Regions from separate parts of the Mus musculus genome. Here region 1 is linked to region 2. A link is a contact called in public Hi-C data. All regions are on one chromosome and are shown on one strand. The core of a region is the stretch at or near the end of the contact, and the rest is flanking DNA. Distances in the headings are between cores, read along the strand shown. Region 1 holds the start of Fgf18 (fibroblast growth factor 18). Region 2 has its middle 72 kb from the start of Gm12111.

The links. Hi-C and Micro-C count contacts between places; a contact is called where the count stands out from the background.
Region 1: a Hi-C map of cerebral cortex shows a contact between it and region 2, with 3 times the contacts expected there. The contact joins the promoter of Fgf18 here to the enhancer-like site in region 2. A contact is called at or near these places in 10 of 39 promoter capture datasets (the 3T3-L1 cell line, 3T3-L1-derived adipocytes, HPC-7-derived erythroid cells and 5 more), 2 of 484 Hi-C or Micro-C datasets (adipose-derived mesenchymal stem cells and cerebral cortex), 1 of 115 datasets of contacts at active chromatin or transcription factors (pancreatic cancer cells) and 2 of 9 other capture datasets (adipose tissue and embryonic stem cells).

What each region holds. Positions count from the first base shown.
Region 1 is chr11:33,144,267-33,148,904 of GRCm38.p6, forward strand. It overlaps Fgf18 (fibroblast growth factor 18), which reads right to left and starts at 3,134. Exons shown (of 5, transcript NM_008005.2): 1 at 2,976-3,134; 2 at 2,779-2,815. The coding sequence starts at 3,007. RefSeq lists promoters at 2,951-4,638, 2,951-3,894 and an enhancer at 3,709-3,739.
Region 2 is chr11:32,995,908-33,000,383 of GRCm38.p6, forward strand. No RefSeq gene overlaps it. Among named protein-coding and RNA genes, the nearest start is that of Gm12111, 72 kb to the left of the region's middle. Within about 2 kb of position 3,219, at least 8 of the 459 cell types and tissues checked have an H3K27ac peak or open chromatin away from gene starts, as enhancers often do. A contact at or near this core is called in cerebral cortex, where this site is marked.

The DNA.
Region 1 (4,638 bases), core at 1,884-4,383, 150 kb after region 2:
GAGTCGTGTGGAGAAAGGGTGAAGGGGTTTTATTAAATTCCCAGCTTCCCACTTCCCAGGGTGGCCCATGGGTGAAGGCGGGGCTCAGTGCACTGGTGGTGGGCGGAGGACAGTATCTACATTGAGTGTATTCATGGAAACCTGACTTGGTGGAGGTAATCCATTTGGGGCCTGGGAAGTGAGGACTGGGAGGAGGGGAGGCACCCAGAAATTCCATTGCTAAAACCGTACCAATCCCCTAAAACAGTAAGGATGGGAGTAAATTGGTTTTTCAGTTAGCCAAGACACCTCCCTGAGTGCATAAGAATAAGCAACATGTCTTCTGGCACTTCAACTTATCAGCCACTTTTCACAAATGAGGAAACAAAAACTCCTACAGAAGCACAGGCATGGTGCAATGAAGCCAGGGTCCAGGCAGAGAAGATCACCTATTGCCAAGCCCTGGGCCCCCTCCTCCACAGAAGAAGGCCTTCTGCTCTCCTTACAGCAGAATCATTGCGACTGTAGATGTCCCTGTGCACCTTGTCCGGTGCGCACTACACCAACACGCACATCAGACAAACTTGCCCCTGCAGGGCTCAGAATGCAGACTCCAGGCAACCCACGCCTTTGAAGCCATCTGCATCTCTCCCACTAAGGGCCACTCCATCAGTCTATAAACTGTAAAAGCAAACACGAGCCTGCTCATTGTTCCCCCTTTAGGAATCTTGGTTTAAAAAAAAAAAAAAAGTCTAAGGATTTCTACTATGACTCCTCTTCCAGACAGACCAAATTTACACACTGTTTTCCGAGTGATTTTCAAGGGCACCCCCAGCTGGTCCCAAGGATACAGATGAGGGGTTAAAAACATCGGTCCTATGCAGTTCCGTAAGTCTACAGGCTGGAGGGGACAAAGGGGCAAAAGAGGGGGGGGATGGAAAAGACGAGGCTCCCTCACCTGCATGAATCCTGCCTCTTGACCTAACCCAAGCAGACCACCCAGATCTTTCTCAAAGATGCTGGCTTAGTTCCGGCCAGGAGGTGGAGGTGGGAAGCAGAGTCCAGACTCCCTCCCTCACACTCCCATCAGAGAACACAAAGACCACCCGGCAGCCCCTCCAGGGTCCTCCTTAAAGAAGAACCAAGAGCAGCAATCATGCACAGGATTGGGCAGCGAGACCCAAAGGCTCCTTTCTGCCTCCACACCCATTTCCTCAGCTCCTGCCCAAGCTCAGCCCAGCCAGACAAGCAGAACCCCTGGAGTGACCCTGGAACCTGCCCTCTGCTTGGGAATTCAGCTGCAGACAGACTAGGCAGCCCATGCCTGGAACTGGCCTTTTCTTTAACATCCACCATTCCCCGACCCTGTCCCCCACCCCCTCACCACATAGGGTCACATCTGCTTTGGCAAACAGCCAGCGTTAAGTTACTGACTCCAGTTGTATTGATTCAAGAAGTCACTGGGGACCCCAGCCTGGCCAATAGAAGGAAAGAGCCATCAGTCTGTCCATCCATCTATCCTTTCAGCCCAGAGTCTCAACTGGTTTTGCACTGAGTTTCATGTCTGTCCCAAGGAACAGTGAAGATTGAACTAGGAACCACGGCCTCAGCTACACACACACACACACTTCCTTGTACCAGAAAACTGGGAGAACCACCTCTAGCTGGTGCACAGGGCTGTCTCCAGGCATCTCCAGAACTCAGAAGGCTACAACCAAGCATCTTCCCATTAGCCCTGCAAGGACACCTGCCTTTCACGGAGAGGGGGAGGGGACAGATAATCCTCTTTTGGCCTATGTCCAGTTTATTCTGGGTCCCCTCCCTTGTAGCTGTAGGTAGGTGGAGGTATTGGGCAGCTGGTGTTTCCTATTCTTATTGCCACCCCCCCCCACACACACACCCCGCCCCACACACACCATGCTGAGGCAGCCCTGGTCTGGTTCTAATCGGGGCTGAAGTCGACTCCCTACCCCCCCCCCCCTTTTCCTTCATTTCCACGGCTTTGGAAGCCAGAGCATTCCAACTGTCTGTGTGCCAAGACCTTCCCGAGTCTGAAAGCTGCTGAAGTAACAGATCAGATTTTAGCAAGTGCTTTCCAGGCTGAGCGCCAAGCCCTTTTCTGATTCACAGAGAGCGAACGGGGACCAGGCAGGGAACAAGCCCTGGGCTGCACCACCTTGGGCAAGGACATGTGGAGCAGAGCGCAGCAGGATGGGGAGAACTCTCTCTCTCTCTCTCTCTCTCTCTCTCTCTCTCTCTCTCTCTCTCTCTCTCCACACACACACACACACACACACACACACACACACACACACACACACAGAGTAATTTACAACTAAAGCTCTCTCTCTCTGGACTCAAAATCCACTTAGCTGAAAACAACCTTTTTGTCTGCAGGGACAAGCAAGCCGTAAAGGGACAGTTGGCATAAAAACCTCTAGGTCCCTACCTCGCCAGCTGTGGTCGGAGGTTGGAGTCCCACACATCACTCGGGCCAGAGTCAGCCCTCCGACTCTGAGAGATTTCCCTACCGAGGCTGACCGAGGCCGCGACAGTCTGCACTGGCTCAAGCAGTAGCTCCTAGCCCTTGGCCTGATACCGCCAGCGCAGGACGCGCGCGAAGCCGCCCTTCTGCGCCCTGGGAACAGGTGCACTGGGCTTGTTGCCCAGGAGGGGTGGGGCACCGAGAGGGGGCGCGGTCCCGGGAAGGGGGGTCGGCCAGCACCTCGAAGAAGAGCGCGCTGGGGTTGGCAGGGGGGTGGGGGAGAGACACGACTCGACTCTCAGGAGCCCACGTACCTGAACCTGGAAGCACAGCAGTAGAAAGTGTAAACACCTGCGGGAGAAAGAGGGAGAGGAGGTCAGTGAGATCCGAGGAAGGGGCACAGATAGACAGACAGACACGTAGCAGAAAGTCGGGCGGACAGACAGACAGAGCCACACACGCACAGGGACAGGCATCCAGGCAGGGTGGCCAGACCCGGGCGGGTGCTTACAGGCAAGTGCAGGCGGAGGGCGCTGAATACATCGCGGGGCGGGGGGGGAGGCGGCGGCTCCTAGCCCAGCCTGCACATGTCCGCTCCGCGCGGCCGGGACCGGGCGCCTCCGCCGCCGCCGCCGCCGCCGCCGCCGCTGCTGCTGCTCCCTCCTTGCCGGCTGCTTCTGCAGACTCTGCTGCTCCGGGGCGCTCCGCGGCGCGCCCTGCGGCATCAGCGCCCCGCGCGGCTCCTCCGGAGCGCTGCGCCCTCCGAGCCGGCGCGGGGGCTGTGGGGCGAACGCGGTGCGGGAGGAGCCCGGCCGGTGCGGGGAAGCTGGACTGAAGCGGGCGGACGGGAGGGCCGTCTGGACGTTCGCGAGACGCGGGCTGCGGGTTCAGTCCAGGGGCAGCATGCACGGCGGGTGCTGCGGCAGAGGCGCCGCAACCGGGACGCGAGGCTAGCGGGGCCGGGGTCAGCGCTCCGAGGCTGGGGCGCGCATCTGCAGTGCGAACGCGTCACGGCCGCTCCGTCTGGGCGCCCGCCGGCTCATGTCTCCTCCTCTGTGTCTCTCCGGCCGTGCGCATCGCCGCCTCCCACCGCTGGCGGCGGCCGGGGCGTTTTCTACGCGAGGGCGGCGAGGGGGCGGGGGGCCAGGGGCGGGTCCGGGCCCGCGCCGGCACAATGAGGATGCGGGGCCCGGGGGCTCCCCCCTCGGGGCGCGGCCGGACGGGCGCTCAGCGCGGCTGGGTGCGCCGCGCCCACATCAAAGCCGGCCCTGCCTGCTCGCCTGCCTGCCGCGGCCTCTCCGCTGCCTCCTCCTTCTGGCGGCTCAGGGTTGGAGGGGAGGCACTCAATACTGTCGGCAATGGGACTGGCCGTTCAGCATGGCAGAACCCACGAAGCTGGACCTGGTGAGCGCTGGAAGCCGTCGGAGCTCTCCGACACAAGGCTAATATTGGCCGAATGGAGCAGGCGGGGTTCCCAAAGAATGCTCACATTTGCTGTTCATATTCACATCCACTAGAGTTGGGAAGCAAGGGGAGGACAGACGAGGCCCGCCCGGTGGGGTGACTCAACTGAAAGGAGTCGTGTTTACCCTTACCCTTAGGCCACGCAAGATAGTGGCTTTTCCCAGACACACGCACCACCACCACAACCACCACCGTGGGATGACTACGCTAAGTAACGCCTTCTTCTGTTTTGCCGTAGGAGATGGCAAAGTCTCAGGGGCGTCTCTCTCCCTTCCCCCGCTCTGGGACTCTAAGGTCGGTTCTAGGGATTCCAGCTGCGTTCTCTAGTTAGGTGACCCGGGTTTTGGAAGCACACGGCTACCACCTAGCGGCTCAAAAATGTCGCTGTAACCTCGCCCCTGAATGGCTACATGCCTGGGAGTAGCCAGGACTCTGGTCAGCGCTCACTCCAGGTCCTCTTCAGTTCGCAATCTAAGCAGCTAGTTTTCCTGCCCTTGATCACCAACCCTGAACTTTTTCTGTCCTTCCATTAACCCCCAAATGTAGATATTGTTGTCAGAGGCCTGCCTCATTCTGTCTAGAGCCTGGGTCAGCCAAGTTCTGCTTTGGACTGATGCTAAAACAAACAGGTCACAGTGGGCAAGAAACTAGAGAACGAGCTCAAAATGCAAAACTCAGGAATTCGGATTATTTGATTTAAAGGCCTTGTG
Region 2 (4,476 bases), core at 1,969-4,468:
GTAGTAGCCAATAAATACTTCCCCATACCAGATCTGGCAAGACAATCCAAAGGTCTCCAAGAATATCCATGTGTGTCCCAGGCTGCCCCTGGATCTCTGTCAACAGGTACTCTTAACACCTGCTGACCCACACTGCCTTCAACACATATCACACAAAGCTATAGTTGGCAAAATATTCTGGTCCCGGCATTGATGGGACACAAAGACGGATGGCACAGAGTAGAAAACAGGAAAATAATTCCATGCATTTAAAGTCTTTTCACTTCAAAAAAAAAAGAAAGAAAGAAAGAAAGAAAGAAAGAAAGAAAGAAAGAAAGAAAGAAAGAAAGAAAGAAAGAAAGAAAGGGCATCAACCAAGAACACATGCATGGAAAAGGAGAATCTTTTCAATAAATAGTGCCGGGGAAAGTGGGCGTGTGCAGAAGAACCTCCTCTTCTTCTTCTTCTTCTTCTTCTTCTTCTTCTTCTTCTTCTTCTTCTTCTTCTTCTTCTTCTTCTTCTTCTTCTCTTTAAATGTATTCACTATTGCTCTCTTCAGACACAACAGAAGAGAGCGTCAGACCCCATTGCAGGTGGTTGTGAGCCACCGTGTAGTTGCTGGGAATTGAACTCAGGACCCGTGGAAGAGCAATCAGTGCTCTTTACCACTGAGCCATCTCTCCAGCCCATTGTAATATTCTTACAGCTTCTTCCACACCTGAAACTTTTCATAATAAAACGGAAGTCAGAAGAAAACCCTGCTGGTACTAATGCTGCATGGGTGTCTGAGGTAACAATGGGGAGATACCCCCAACCTGTGTCTTAGGGCAGGTCTCTTAGACTCCAGAGTGTCACCAAACCTTCTGTTGAAGCCATGCTGTTGGAGCCAGGCATGAAGCAAAGGACTTAGGCTTTCTTGAGATTTACTAGCTCAGCTCTCCATGCTCTCATTCTTCTTAAGGCCCCTTTCTGGCCCAGGACACATTGCTTCGGTGCCACCATATCTGTTCAAGGTACAGCCAAGGCACACACAGAGGCACTCCCATCCCTGTATCCACCTGCTGCCTGGAAAGGCATACACACATGAACACAGGTGTTCAGTCACAAGACTGAGGAGCGAACCCAGTGTGAGCAATGAGGGGGAGAGAAAGAAGCCGCCCTTAGTATGGAGCTGTTTTCCAGTCAGGAAGAAACCCACTGCTTCTGGTCTCAAACAGGAAAGCTCTTCTCTCTACCCAATCACAGTGGCCATATTCTCCCGGGGGAGAAGTCTCTGACACACAGATAGCCTTATCTAGCCTCTCCCCCAACAAAGGACAGAGACAAGCAGACTTTTCTGTCTGTTAAGCCATGGGTCCACTACTTCCTATTGTAACTCAGCCTGTTCAGCCATTTCCAACCCGGGAACTCAGCAGATCTTGATAACAGGGAGATCGAACCATCCAAAAAATTCTCAACAGGTTGAAGCTTGCTTTACTCTTTCCATAAAGCTGGGAGGTGCCGATGAGAAGTGAAGCATGGGTGAGAGGCATGAACTTAAGAGATATAGCCAAGGATCCACTCTGGAAGGGAAAGGAGCAGAGGAGGTGTGTTTGGAGTCCCCCCACCCTGCATGTCACTGGGAAAATGAGGGCACACTCTGGTATAGATTCCCATGGTCTCAAGAATATAGCTGAGAGAGCACTGTCTTCACAGCCTGCTCAGGAGGGTCCAGATCCTGCCCCAACATCAATGTTCCCACACGGTCCCTGAGCCAAGCCCTGACTGAGCCCTTAGAGGGTCACACCCTACCCCCACTTCATAGAGTGATAACAAAGTCAAGAGTGATTGACTCAGGAAGCAACCCAGACACCAAGCAAAAGAGTCACACACCCAGATGTGTGCAAGAACCCATTGCCATGTTTGTATCATCCATGGAAACTATGTTAAGAGTTCCAAAAAAGAGCCATTGCCAGGAGGCCAGCAGGGGATCCTGGCTTTGTCTTCAGAATTTGAGGGTGAACTATGAATGGTTTGGGGCTGCTCTCAGACTACTTCAAATGTGTCTTAGAATAGCTACTCCTGATGTCTGGGGTCATGTTAGGACAGCATCTGTAGAGGTTACCATATTATACTGGGTGACACTATTCCTGGGCAGATTAGAACAAGCATGGACTCAAGAAATAACAATACAACATCTTTAAATACAAGGGTTTATTTTTTTCCTAATCTTGAATATCTGATGTGGTAGGAGGCAAACTTAACTCCCTACCTGAGCTCAGGATTTTGATAGCTCAAGGCAACAAAAGTCGGAGGGACATTCACCCTTGCAGTAGTAGATGCTTTGTAGTGCTTGCCACAATACGGTTGCCATGTTTCCCGGAGATGCCAGAGAGACTAGGCAGGCATCATGTCACGGCTCGCCAGTCTGTTTCTTTCAACAGCATAACTCTCATGCTGTTCCCATGGCTCCTTGTAATCATGGCTCTCCAGCCAGGACAGCGAGCTGGTCAGTCCTAATTTCTGTAGTTCATGATGAGTGAGCTCTGGAAGAGAGAGACACGTAGTGTGGACACTCAGCAAATGTTTGCTGAAAATGTGGATGAATGAAGACATAGATGCATGTATAATTAATGTACACACGTATGAATGAATGTAATAACTCACGTGGGAAAAACGCTTCTGTCTGCCTCTGCGCACATCTCTGCTCTCTTCCAGTCTCTGTGGCAGCAGTTGACTCACTGCTACGGTCTCCCTCCCTCCACAAGGCATCAGAACACACTCTGTCCTCATCTTCATTCACCTTAACAACTCTCAGTCTTCGTCCGCATTGGCTCATGCAAGGCCCCCAGCTCTCCAAACACCACAAATCATGTTTTCCTTGTTCGCTGTCCTTTATTTCACCGCTGACCAGTTATGTCTGGAGTCTAACCTCCATGAAGGCAAGGACAATATTGGTTTTGCTTTACAATGTCCAATCCCAACCCAGCCTTGAAGGCGGTAGGGCTTGTTAATTCTATGGAGCGTGACAGCATGCGCCCTCTAAAGGAGGATTCAGGGGGCCAGACGCCTGGGAAGCACTTGGTAAATGATTTTTGAACTTGACAGCTCAGTCCCATGTGGAGGGCTGGTTCCTGGAACTTAGCTGGATCAGTGCTGAAAAATGACTAGTAGGACCCATGTGACAGCAGCACAGTAGAAGGCTGGAGGGGGTTGAGAGCCAACATCTTCCTCTGCCTTAGGCCATGTGCTGAAAGCTGCCTCCTCCTACAGATATCAAGAAACCTGCCGTGAATGTTAAAGAATCTATGTGCTCCCTGCCTGGGCTCCCACAGCAGAGCCCAGCTCTTCCATCAGTTCATAGCACCCTGCTGAGCCACCCTCCCCATCCCATTTGGGTCAGACAGGGTCTCCACATGGTAAATGGCTCCACCAAACCAGACCAAGGTCTTATTCTTGGGGTTCTGAGACCCTGAGCAGGATGGCACAGCATATGCTCTGAGAACTTGCTTTCTTCCCAGAAGTCTCCTCTGCAGGCAGTGACTCATTCCTGGAGAGACCCAGGCGAAGTCAAGTTGGCTTCAGAAGCAACTGATGAAATCACCTGCTCCTGAAAACCAATCCTCCAGCTCTCCATGAGGGAGGCAGCTGGGGGTGCAGCGTGGGCAAGAGGGACGCACAGCTCTGCATTTTAAACACGGTCGATGGAAGATGAGTGGACTCAAGTTGGCTGCTAGCAACACAGACTGATGAGGCTGTTTGCACTCCGGTACTTCATAAATAACTTCTCAGCTCAGTTTCCAAGGTTGACAGAGCACACTTCAAAGGGCCTCAGCAGGGAGGAAATGATCCTCTCCCTCCATCCCTCCCCCTCAGGTGAGGCCTGAGATCACCAGTTGGAGGGAACGTCAGGGTGTGGCCCCACCTACTTGCTGGCAGCTGACAGACCTATAGACTGACTGATGGACAGACTGAGGAGATACATGGCCAACAACTAATGGAGAAACTGACATAGGCTGTGACTGGTGAGATGCCCAAGGATGGCTGAGGTTCTGTGAGTGGACGAACCACTATAGATGGCGGCAAGCCACTTACCAGCCAGCCAGCCAGAGAGTGAGACCAACTGGTTGGCAGAGGGTTCATTTTGTCAGTGAGCCAGTGTGTCTAACCAGTTAACCTGTCTGCTTCTCCCCCAAATCCCCAGGGTGACCAATGGGCTCTGAGCCAACATGCCTAACACTAGAGGAGAGTAAGAAAGGCTGAGGCCACTGTTGGAAGAAAGAAGAGAGTAACCCCTGACCCATACTACTGCTGGGGAGAACTCAGACTTCCAGGACTCTACCCGGCAAAAAACATACCCTAGGAAGATCAAGTACATGTTTTAAAAGGACAATGTGTGTTTTAAAAGAAAAAATATGGAATCTAAAATGCCCACTGAGTAGGGAGGAAGGACTCACACGGGCACATTGAAGGAAATCTGGCCTTATGGCCATGGGGGCAGCACAGAGACTGGGAGCA